Regions from separate parts of the Mus musculus genome. Here region 1 is linked to region 2. The links are chromatin contacts, called in public HiChIP or PLAC-seq maps. All regions are on one chromosome and are shown on one strand. Each heading gives the region's core, a stretch centred on a gene start, on an enhancer-like site or on the middle of the called end of the contact. The rest is flanking DNA. Distances are from core to core; before and after follow the strand shown.

Region 1 (5,614 bases), core at 593-3,092, 100 kb after region 2:
TCTGGGTACAAGTTTGTACTCAGGAGTGTGGCGTCCACAAAGGTCAGAGGCATCAGATCTGCCAAAGCTGGAGTTATAGGTGATTGTGAGCTGTCCAACATGAGTACCAGGAACCTTGGGTCTTCTGGAAGAGCAACAAGGACTCCTAACCACAGGATCATCTCTCCATCCCACAAACAAAAATTTTAAGACAAGGTTTCATTATATAGCTAACTGGCCCAGAGCTCTATCTGTAGACCAAGCTGGCCTTGGACTCACAGAGATCCTCCTGCCTCTATTTCCTGAGTGCTGGGACTAACGGAATGTGCCACCATGCTCACTTCCAAACAATTAAAAAAAAAAAAAAAACTTTTTTCAGGGTTCAGGCAAAGTGCTCAGTGAAGGAGCATGAGGGCCTGAGTTTGATCTCTAGCACCCCAGAAAATATGGGAGCAGCAGCATACACCTATAATCTCAGTGCTGGAGAGTAGCTCTCAAGGGATTGCTGTTTAGCCAGCCTAGCTCAGTGAGCTTCAGGTTCAGTGAGAGACCCTGCTTTAAAAAGTAAGGTGGAGAGACACTGATCTCCTGCCTACACACAGACACAGACACAGACACAGACACAGACACAGACAGACACAGACAGACAGACAGACAGACAGAGAACACAAAAGAACTTCCCTCCTAAAAATGTAATTTACAAGGCCAAGAGATGGCTGAGCAGCATGAGGTTCTAACAAGCTGGGCTTCAGTCCTGAACCATAGAAAAGGAGACAGAACTGACTCTGCCAACTTGTTCTCTGATCCCAGTCCATGCACTGATGCACACGCTTATGACTCTCCCCCCATAGTAAATGTCTTAAAAATGTCTTTCAAGAGATCATAAAAGTCAGGTCTGGAGGCATGCACCTGTAACCCTAGCACTTGGGAGGTGGAAGTCTGAGGGTCATAAGGCCAAAATATACTTCATGAGACCCTGTCTCAAAAAAACCAAAACAAAAAACCCAAAAACAACAAAAAAGCAAGCAAATTCAAATAAGACTCCATGATATGCACTAAGGTCGGTCTCTTGCTTTTCAAGGTTAAAAAGCACAGCTGCTCTGGTGGGCTTGGGAAATTCTGTCTGGGCAGGGCACCTTCCTTTGGCCCTACTGCTGCTGTCCTGAGTGTTCTCAGCCACTGAGAAGATAAGTTCTGAAAGCAATCTCTGAGTGTGCTCCAGGGAAGAGGGGCACACGGGTGTCCTGACCTGTGAAGCCCAGTATTTTGGCCCATCCGTAATTCCCCTCGTCTGTGCCAGTCAGCTGGAGATGCCCATCAGCAAGCCACCCACCAGAGTCACAGTTCTATCCCTAGGAGCTGACAAAGACAGAACCAAGCATGCTCTGCTGAAAGTCCCCACTCGAGCTTGCATTTCAATCTGCTGGAGAGACAGATGGAGGAGATGACAGGAAAAGCGATTATTTCTTCTGGGCTTCCTCTCTGTCTGGATTCTAAGGAGATGAATACAAAATTCCATCACAGACTGAAATGTGATCTAAACATTCTTGAAAACACGGTCTTGTTCTCTGAAATCCGAGCTGCCCTGCTGGCAACCACGTGAAGGTGGGGAGAGGCATTCCTGAGGCCTGCCCTTTCTGGGGCTCACTCCCCCATGCTGCTCTAGCATGGCCCACAGGTAGTGGCCAGGATGTGCTCCAACACAGCACGACCAACAAACACTCCTCAAGAATCATCAACTTCTTTTCATTTTCTTAGAATTTCACATACCTGAGACTCTCCCAAGTAGTTTAAGGTTCCTGGTGAGCCATTCTAAATGTAGGTCACACAATACAGTAGTTCTATTCCAAATAGCAGCAGCCTGGGCCTATTCACACATGAACCATAGGCTGGAGATGTAGCTCAGCCATAGAGCTACACACACTTGCCTAGAATTCAGGAAGCCCCAAGCTAATCTAAGACACACCAAATATTCAGTGTAGTTGCATGTAGGACTATTTGAGCTGAAGTGTAAAGATAATAAAAGAGTTCTTGCCTTCAAGAAGTCTACAAACTAGCCAAGAGGATAGGCAAGCCAAGGAAGAGCATGAGCTCGGAGGCCTGGCACAGCAGAGGGCTGAGAAGTGACAGGTAGGAAGGGCACACATCTGTCTCCCCTCTGTAGAAGACTAGAGTCAGATAAAGGTCAAGTCTCCTTGGACCTGAAATTATGATTCCTTTGGTGTTATTCAGATGGGAAAAATAAAACTTCATTATTTAAAAAGCAGTATTTGAGCTGGCCTTTAAATGGGTAAAGCTTTAAAATGTGAAAACTGGAAAAAAGGGAAGCAAAAACCCCAACAAAACAAAAACAAAAGCACTCAGGCCTTAACAGAGAAGACTGATGGGTGACCCGATAAGAGGCAAATGTGAGCAGGATTATCCAGAGCTGTCTAGATCAGGATAAGAAAGCAGGAAGACCCTCCCTAAACTACACAGGCTGGGGTCCTAGTCTGACTAAAAAGAAGAAACTGAAGTGAATAGCAGCCTTTACCTCTCCCTGCCTCCTGACTGCGGATGCAATGTGACCAGCTGCCTAATGCTCCTGCCGCCGTGCCTTCTGGGTCATGACAGATGTCTCCTCGCCAACTGTAAGCCAGAATAAGCCCTTCTTCCCTTAATTTGCTTCTTGTTGGGTGCTTTGTCACAGAGATAATAAATAATTAACACAGGTACAAAGATATGCATGGGTCAGAGAGCACGTGGCATGTGACAGAGCAGAAAGTTTTCAGTACAAACGAAGAGACAGAGTATGAAAACACTGAAGGCAGCCTCAAGCAGCAGGTAAGAAAATGTGTTTGACTTCACTCAGTGTCAGGAGGCACAGAGTGTTCTGAAGAGGCAAATGGCATGACACAAGAAGTGGAGTTAATCAGCACAATGAGACCTTCCTACTGATTATCACTCCTAAGGTCCTGTTAACATGGGACCAGGTAGACAAAGACGAAGTAGTAAACCTGTGAGAGGTCGGGAAACAGGATACCTTTAGAGAGCTAACAGCAACAAATACTCATGATAAGAAAAAGGTTAGGGGCCGGAGAGATGGCTCAGTGGTTAAGAGCACTTGGCTGCTCTTCCAAAGGACCTGGGTTCAATTCCCAGAACCCACATGGCAGCTCACAACTGTCTGTAACTTCAGTTACAGGAGATCCAACACCCTCACACAGATATCCATGCACACAAAACACCAATGTACATGAAGTGAAAATAAATACATCACTTTTTTAAAAAGAAAGAAAAAAAGAAAAAGGACAGAGATAGGCTGTGTACCATGGATACCAACAGAAGGGGTATATTATGAGTGAACAGAATGAAAGCCATAAATGTAGGAAGCAGAAATGGATAAAACTAAAAATGAATCTAGGGCAATAGCCCAATCGCTAAGATAGGTGGTTCTCAAGTACAAAGACCTGAGTTCAATCCCAACACCCACAAAAAGCCTCATACAGCAATACACGCCTGCCTTCTCAGCAACAGGGAGGCAGAAACAGAAGGATCTTTGGGGGACTGCTTGCTAATTTAGTCAAATTGATGAGCTCAAGGGTCAGTAGACAATTCTGTCACAAATATAGGGTAGAAGCAAGACACACACACACACATACACACACACACACACACACACACACACACACACACGATAAAAACATAAATAAGATGTCTGGAGAGATGGCTCAATGGTTAGGAGCACTCAATGTTCTTGTAGAGGGCCCAAGTTCAGTTCCCAGCACTCATATGGTGGCTCACAACCATCTTGGAATTCTAATTGATATCCTCTTCTGGCCTCCACATATGCATTAGGTACAAATGTGATCCACATACATGCAGGCAAAACACTCATACACATAAAATAAAGACAAATACAAATAAACACAAATAAATAAAAAGCAAGAACAGTAAATATAAAACTGAAAAACTTAACGTAAGAGTCGAGACATCTTTGAGCCATTAGCAGCAAAACAGGGGTGCTGCAGATGAGGAGACCTCTACCTAGGATGAGAGCCTTTTTTACACTCTAAAGCTAAGCAGCATTGAGTGTTTTCTGAAGCTAGAGAGAACTGGCCACAGTGGGTTGCATGTGTAATCCCAGCAACTGGCAGGCTGAAGTGGGAGGACTGGGCTATACAGTCAACACTGTCTCAAAACCACCTAGTGCTCGGTGGAACACTTGTCTGGTGTGCACAAGGCCCTGGAACTGATCCCCAGCACTGCAGAAAAGCCAAACAGAACAAGGGAGGAGGGGGCATCCCAGTAGAGCATGGCTGGCCGAGGATTACTAACTGAAAGGGAGGGCTAGACGGTGCGGAGAGGAAAGAGAAAAAGGCACACTCAGCACCTGTTATCGCAGCTATCTCAGAACAGAATCCAAATACACGAGAAACGAGTTACCTAACAGACACCATTCGCCCTTCAGTTACCGAAGAGACCTCCTCTCCATAGGCTTCTTTCCCCTTCTCCCCCCACCACAGCCCTCCAAAGTGAGACTGGCACACTAGAACGAGCCCAGTCCTGCTGGCTGGCAGAGCAGGTGAGGAACCATGGCTGCCTCACCTCAGCATCTCCCACAGCAATCTAACTGTGCCCGGCAACCAGGCTGCAGACCAAAGCCGGCACAGGACATAGAAGGATGAATACCAGGACCCTTCAGTTCATCCAGCAGAGCCTGCAGGTTGCTGGCCCTGGGTGAGCTGTGCATTAATACGTGAGTGATGCGGATCTGGAGGGCACTGAGTGAGAGTCCGTGGCTGGTCTTTAGCCCCTGACATGGTGGGGCAGGTCAACCATGCTTCCTGCTGTATAGGAACAGACTAATAAACTGCAAACAAACTGCTCAACTTTTGGTCACTTGGTTTTTTGGTCTTTATAAAATTAGGGGACTGAAACCAACGCAGAGGGATGTGTCACTTACTTGCCTTCCATCCTGCCCCACATTTGTCTGACCTCTTACGACAGTCCGGATATTGTCATCCAGTCTCCTGGCCAAAAGAATAAAAATCAGAGGTAAGATACAAGTCATTCAAGTAAACACTATTCTGGGGAGAAAATCAGCATTCACTCACCGACCTTTCCAGGCTGCGTCTATTTAGTGCAGAGTCCCAAACAAGTACAAGCAGCAATACAAACACAAGAAGCTGCCATTAATGCAGGCATAGGCATTATCTTGTTTAAAAAGGGGCAAGAGCTAATATTCAGAAGTGGCTGAAAGAACCAATATGACTGTAAATGTTTCCAGAGTAAACCAGCAGTGACAAAATTAAAGGTGTTTTACAGAAAGAAGCTAGCAGATTCAAATTAGCAACTGCAAAATCTCTACTTTGGAGACATTAAAAGGGTCAAGGAGTAGTGTGATTTGTGAAATCAGAGCTTACTCTTTGTGCCCTGATGTTGTCAGAGGCAGGTCTATGGCTTCCAGGATCTCTTTTCCCTTGGGCTCAGCAAGGGCCATTGTACAGGGCATCTGCCAGAGGTATTTCTGTCAGTCAGCTTCATCTTGTACCTGAAGAATCTGTTTAAGGTATGGTAGCAAGAATGCAGGAAATACCTTGCTGCCAGGGCTCCCTGGGTTACCAGGATGTTCTACTTTCTATATATAAACTCT
Region 2 (5,697 bases), core at 3,142-5,641:
TTGTTACGGATGGTTGTGAGCCACCATGTGGTTGCTGGGATTTGAACTCTGGACCTTCAGAAGAGCAGTCGGGTTCTCTTACCCACTGAGCCATCTCGCCAGCCCCAGAATGTACTCTTAACTAGAGAGCCATTTAAATAGTTTTCAGAGTTGTGAGTTAATTTTTTAAACATTTACTGTCCTCGTTAAGGGCACACAGGCAATAAGGGATAGAAGTAGTGATATCAGATACCTTATTTGTGAGGTAGGAGACTTCTGTGTCTGGCTATTGTGTCTGGCATTTGCTGTCATCTTTGCCCTTAACTGGCTCATGGCCAGTGCAGCTCAGCCTTCTCATTTCTGTGCTGTAAGCCCTCCCTGGGGTGTAGCAGGGATTGCCTCTTAGTGAGTGTGGAGTGTGGCAGGAAGGAAGGGCCTTGATGACTGAGTGACAGGGGAGGGTGGCATTCTCCTAGGAAAGATGGCTTCAGAAGCAGCATAGTGGGCCAGAGCTTGACAAGGAGGCAGACATGAGTGCATAGCAGGGGAGTAGCAGCTCTTCAGAAAGATGGTTTGCTGTGAAGAAGGGCAAACATCAGCTCCGTGGGCAGGAGCACCCATGTGAGAACAAGAGAAGAGAGAGGACACCCAACTTTCTGAATGTGATTCCACAATCAGAAACCTGGATGCAGGAGTCCAGGATGCAGCTCAGTGTAAAGTGCTTGCCTCCCATGTGAGCCTCTGGGTCCAATCCCAGCACAACAAGGGGTTGGGGGTGGGGTGGGAAGATCTGGAAGGAAATTAGTTCAATTTCAGGAAATGTGGAATTTTCTATCTAGTCCGAGAATAAAATCTCCCTTTGTTCACGAGTGGTACATGTGGGAGTGGAACTCCCACTCTTTTAAATCCTGTCCTCAAGGTGGATTTCAAACATATGTGGCCAGTAGATTGGTACCAACATCTGTCCTCCTCACTCACTCACTGCTCTACTCCAGAGACACTAGACAAGGGGCACCTCTGTGTTTTCTGGGCGAGTCTGGAGACATCTTTGGTTGTCAACCTCTAGGTGGCAGAAGTACCGGGTACTGTTTAACAGGGTCCACAGCAAAAGCCTGCCTAGCCTGCTGTCAGCAATGCAGGTACTGAGGAATCCTGGCATTCACATCTGGCCACTCGTTTCTTTTCCCTCTGAGGTAAAATGTACATATCCTGAAATGTACAATACTTAAAAACATGTATTCATTAACATGTTAATGATTCTTTTTCTTTCTTTTATTATTATCATTACTATTATTAATCAATTTATTTATTTTGTTTTTTTGAGACAGGGTTTCTTTTTGTTTTTTTTTTTTTTGTTTTTGGTTTTTTCGAGACAGGGTTTCTCTGTGTAGCCCTGGCTGTCCTGGAACTCACTATGTAGACCAGGCTGGCCTCGAACTCAGAAATCCACCTGTCTCTGCCTCCCGAGTGCTGGGATTAAAGGCGTGCGCCACCACGCCCTGCAAGACAGGGTTTCTTTATGTAGTCCTGGTTGTTCTAGAACCTTCTCTATAGAGCAGGCTGGCCTTGAACTCAGAGGTCCTCTGCCTCTGCCTCTCAAGTGCTAGGAATAAAGGCATGCTTCACCACTGTCTAGCTTCCTAATATAATTCTTAACTGTAATTTTGACAAATGTTTATAACATGTAACATTTGCCTTTCAAAGCACTTTTGAGACAGCATCTTGTATATTTCAAGCTGGCCTCAGACTCACTACTTAGCCAAGGGTAATCTTGAACTCTGAGTCTCCTGTCTCTACCTCTAACACCTAGAATTTTGCTACTGTGCATGAATTATCACTTTTAAAATATCTTTTATCAATTCAACAGTTACCATATTTATACTTTAAAGTTTAAATTTTTGCTATTAGATGAATAATTAATTCTACCATTTGTTTGGACAAAGCATTTATGTATTTATGTATGCATTTATGTATTTATGTATGTATGTATGTATGTATTTATTTATTGTCTCATTATATATCTTTGGCTGACCCAGAACTCATCATACAGTCCAGGCCAGCCTTGAACTTACAGAGATCTGTTTGCCTCTGATTCTCTAATGCTGAAACTAAAGGTGTGCATCACCATGCCTGGCCTCTTTTTGGAAAAATATCTAATTATTTTATGTGTATGTGTGTATACATACACCAGCTACACACAAGAACTTACAGAGCAAAGAAGAGACATCTGATTGCCTGAGTTACAGATGGTTGTGAGCTGCAATGTGGGTACTGGGAACTGAACCTTGGTTCTCTGAAAGAGCAGACAGTGCTCTTAACTACTGAGCCCCTTTTCCTTTTAATGAAGAAGCCCTGCTCTCTGAAGGCTCCATAGAAGAGATGTGCCTGAGAATAACCCTCTTACTTTCTCATTCTTGGAAACAGTGAAACTCTTAAAAGGATTTCTGATGACATGAGGCTAGGTTAAAAGAGCACAAAAGACAACTGCTGTCTTCTCGCACTTCTTTGAAGAGTGTCAGACTCAGAGACGGACGGGGCTATGGTGGGAGCAGTGGTTAGATGGTGCAGAGGTTCACTTTGGAGATCATCTTCATGACAGATCCTCAGCAACATCTACACTTAATGCCAGTGAGCTGCACACTAGAAGACGGCATGTTCGATGTTATGTACAGTTTCAAAATGTTCCACTGGGACATATCCAGAAAGATTCTTTTTTTATGGTGCTGAGAATGTAACCTGGGATCTTACATACACCAAGCATGTGCTTGATCATTAAGCCGTATTTCCATCCCCTAGATATGCTGTAAACTGGGCATGGTGGTCTGCATGCTTATCATTCTGTCCTTCAGCAGGCTGATGCAGGAGGTTTGTGGATTTATTTGAAGGCATTTATTTGGAACTATGGGTTACATAGTAGAGTACTGTTTGAAAACCAAAACCAAATAAATAACGATAACACATGAAAGAAAAAGTAACTTGACAAACATGAGGTTTTAGCAGTGGGGAAGGACTAGAAGGGCCTGTGGAGAGTGCCTGTTTCAGTGCTTTTATTGAAATAGGACAGTGAGCATGGCGCAGACAGGAGTGATGTGGGAACAAGGGGGCCATCAACAGCAGAGCGAGGACTGTGCATCTTTTCCAACACCACACTAGACTGTTTTCTCTAGGGTAAGTTTAGGCAAATGGATTTTATTTCTGCTGTGTTCAGTCACAGATGACCTCCGTTGTAAGACTAATTAATGACCCTGCAAATCCCACAAGATTCTCTGAAAATCACAAACCAGCAAGGAGTATTACAATACAGGAACGGTTCAATTCCACGTGCCCTTGTAACCGCTCAAGAGGACTCTGGGGCCTGAAGATAAATAACTCACTGTATGTACTAATCAAGTCAAGAATAAGGAGCAGCAAGGGCTCCTTTTTTATTTCTCACATCTATATTCAAGCCTAACCTCAACCTAGGAGATATCTAGCACCTATTGGAAGAAGAGGCTCAGCCGTAGCTTTGAATTCTACAGCTTTAGTTAAAGCTTGGGTCAGGGCCATGACGCAAGGCAGAGTGTGTCAAAATGTGTTTCTACCCACAAGCATCTCTCTATTAATTTTCTTTCAAAAATTGATTTTATTATACTCTGTGTGTGTATGTGTGTGTGTGTGTGTGTGTGTGTGTGTGTGAGAGAGAGAGAGAGAGAGAGAGAGAGAGAGAGTATGAGTGAGGCAGCCTATCCGTTCAAGTAGTCTATAAGAGCAACAACGACTGCTCTTACCCGCTGGGTCAACTCTCCGGCCCCTTTATTAATTTCTTGATTCCTTGGACCTACTGCCTAAGTGAACAGACCTCTAGCTACATCATGGCTTGGATTTCAGAGTTCAGATGCCAGGGCTAACCTTACACAGATAACCTGAACTACACATGGGAACCACTGAAGGGCCACATTGCCCTTGACTCTTCCTTAAAGCCTCTACAGGTAGTTGTGTGAATAGCCACCTATTACTGCTTATTGTCTTTGCTTGGGGTATGAGAAATGAGACTTAGCTATAGAAGATGGGCTTCTCACAGGCAACTAAAAGCAGATGTGAACACTGGCCAAACGTCCTGCTCCTGAGATAACATCCCAGAGTCTGATTCTGTTCTGTTATTCGAGACAGGGTCATATTACACAGCGCACACTGGCCTTGAATTTACAACTCTCCTGCTTTTGCTTCCTGAATGTGCTGTGTGGCAGATATGCCCCTACCTTTCTCCAGCTGAGATTGTTTTATACAAGAGAACATTTGAGGAAAACAGTCATGGTATAGGACTTATGTGACAACATCCAAACTTCCATGGCTGTTAGACACTACACCAGTCTCAAGAGGCCTGAGCAAGGCTACAAAACACAGAACTGTTCCCATGAGTCAGCTTTGGATTCCAGAGGCTTGGTCAAGTCTGTAGACAGAAATGTAACTGAGAACCCTACGGCTGCTCCCAGACACAGATCTTAATCACTCCATATCCTCTTAGATGGCACACTGTAATGAGGCCAAAGAGTGAGTGCCTGGTAAACATTCACTAATGAAACTGGAGCTGGCATGTGAGGGCCTCGCTCTGCCACTTCCGATGGAGAGAATGAGCATTGTGCTCCGGACATGCCAGGGTCAGGATTTCAGAACACCGACTGCTGCAGTCAAGCCCAGCTGGTGTCTGAGTCGTACAACCTCCCAGGGAGTTTTCCAAGACAACATTTTTGACTCGGGCTGGAGCTGGTCAGGCAGACAGCCGAGGGCAAGCTCTGACTAGAAGTCTTCATGCAGGTTGCATGTGGATAGGTATCAGAGCAGACGAACAATGAAACAGAAACAAGGTCATGTCCGGGTCTTCGGAAGTTTACAGTGAGCAGGGCTGGTGTTTAATAAGGGCTGGCTACATGACAGCCGTGCGTCTTGCTTATGGGCACTGGGTTTAATTTTTACTAATTTTGTTTTATTTTATTCTGAGACAATATCTAGCTCTATAGCCTAGGTTGTCCTCAAACTTACAATCCCTCAGCTTCCCCAAGGTCTGGGATTACTGGTGTATGCCACCACATACCGCTCTATTTTGTTTAACCCTCACAGCTACTTCATGGGGTAGTTCTAAGCACTATTTCAGAGACAGGAAATGGAGGTCCTGTAAAGTACCTATGCACAAACAGATGCACTGTTGTGGGCACAGGGTCCAGCCTCTGCTCATGCCACTCCAGAGCTCAGAGCCTGAGTACTCAAGTGTCCTGTACTTGCTGACAGAGGGGACAAAATCATATTGCACTTAGATTCAAGATGTTGCTACCTGCCTTTGACACTTCATGAGTATTCCAATACATGCTTAACTAGCAATCTTCCTGACCCAGAGACAAGGGCTGGGGCTGGGGGTGAGGGGTGGGGTTGGCTGTCAACACAGCCAAGGAACCACAAGGGCAGGGCACTGAGCTGGGAAAGAGTTGAGCCTCTACCTCATTGCTTTGTTTGGTACTGGGCAGGATCTATGGAAATGAATTACACAATCTTCTTACATGTAGCCTAAGTGTTCACAGATGGAGTTGACTATGAGTTGTTCTTGATTTGCCTGTGAACAGTTTACACTTTATATGGTATTTTCAGAGGTCGGAGTAGTAAATATTTGTGTGTGTGTGTGTAGGTCAAGGCAGACACCGAGTATCTTCCTCAATTGCTTTCCACCTTTGTTCTTCAGATAGGGTC

The links. HiChIP or PLAC-seq counts read pairs in DNA pulled down with a chosen protein or histone mark.
Region 1: an H3K27ac HiChIP or PLAC-seq map of embryonic fibroblasts shows a contact between it and region 2, with 2.9 times the contacts expected there. The contact joins two enhancer-like sites. A contact is called at or near these places in 1 of 15 datasets of contacts at CTCF or cohesin (the NIH/3T3 cell line), 8 of 484 Hi-C or Micro-C datasets (Sertoli cells, bone marrow-derived macrophages, common lymphoid progenitors and 4 more), 3 of 115 datasets of contacts at active chromatin or transcription factors (embryonic fibroblasts, embryonic forebrain and embryonic stem cells) and 4 of 9 other capture datasets (adipose tissue, embryonic stem cells, liver and 1 more).

What each region holds. Positions count from the first base shown.
Region 1 is chr11:76,158,874-76,164,487 of GRCm38.p6, forward strand. Vps53 (VPS53 GARP complex subunit) reads right to left here. Exons shown (of 22, transcript NM_026664.4): 4 at 4,925-4,991. It overlaps Gm46252 (a long non-coding RNA gene), which reads left to right. Exons shown (of 3, transcript XR_001780093.2): 2 at 4,889-5,016. Among named protein-coding and RNA genes, the nearest start is that of Gm46252, 11 kb to the left of the region's middle. Within about 2 kb of position 1,843, at least 33 of the 459 cell types and tissues checked have an H3K27ac peak or open chromatin away from gene starts, as enhancers often do. A contact at or near this core is called in the NIH/3T3 cell line and embryonic fibroblasts, where this site is marked.
Region 2 is chr11:76,055,635-76,061,331 of GRCm38.p6, forward strand. All of the region lies in intron 19 of Vps53 (VPS53 GARP complex subunit), which reads right to left. Among named protein-coding and RNA genes, the nearest start is that of Rflnb, 31 kb to the left of the region's middle. Within about 2 kb of position 4,392, at least 71 of the 459 cell types and tissues checked have an H3K27ac peak or open chromatin away from gene starts, as enhancers often do. A contact at or near this core is called in the NIH/3T3 cell line and embryonic fibroblasts, where this site is marked.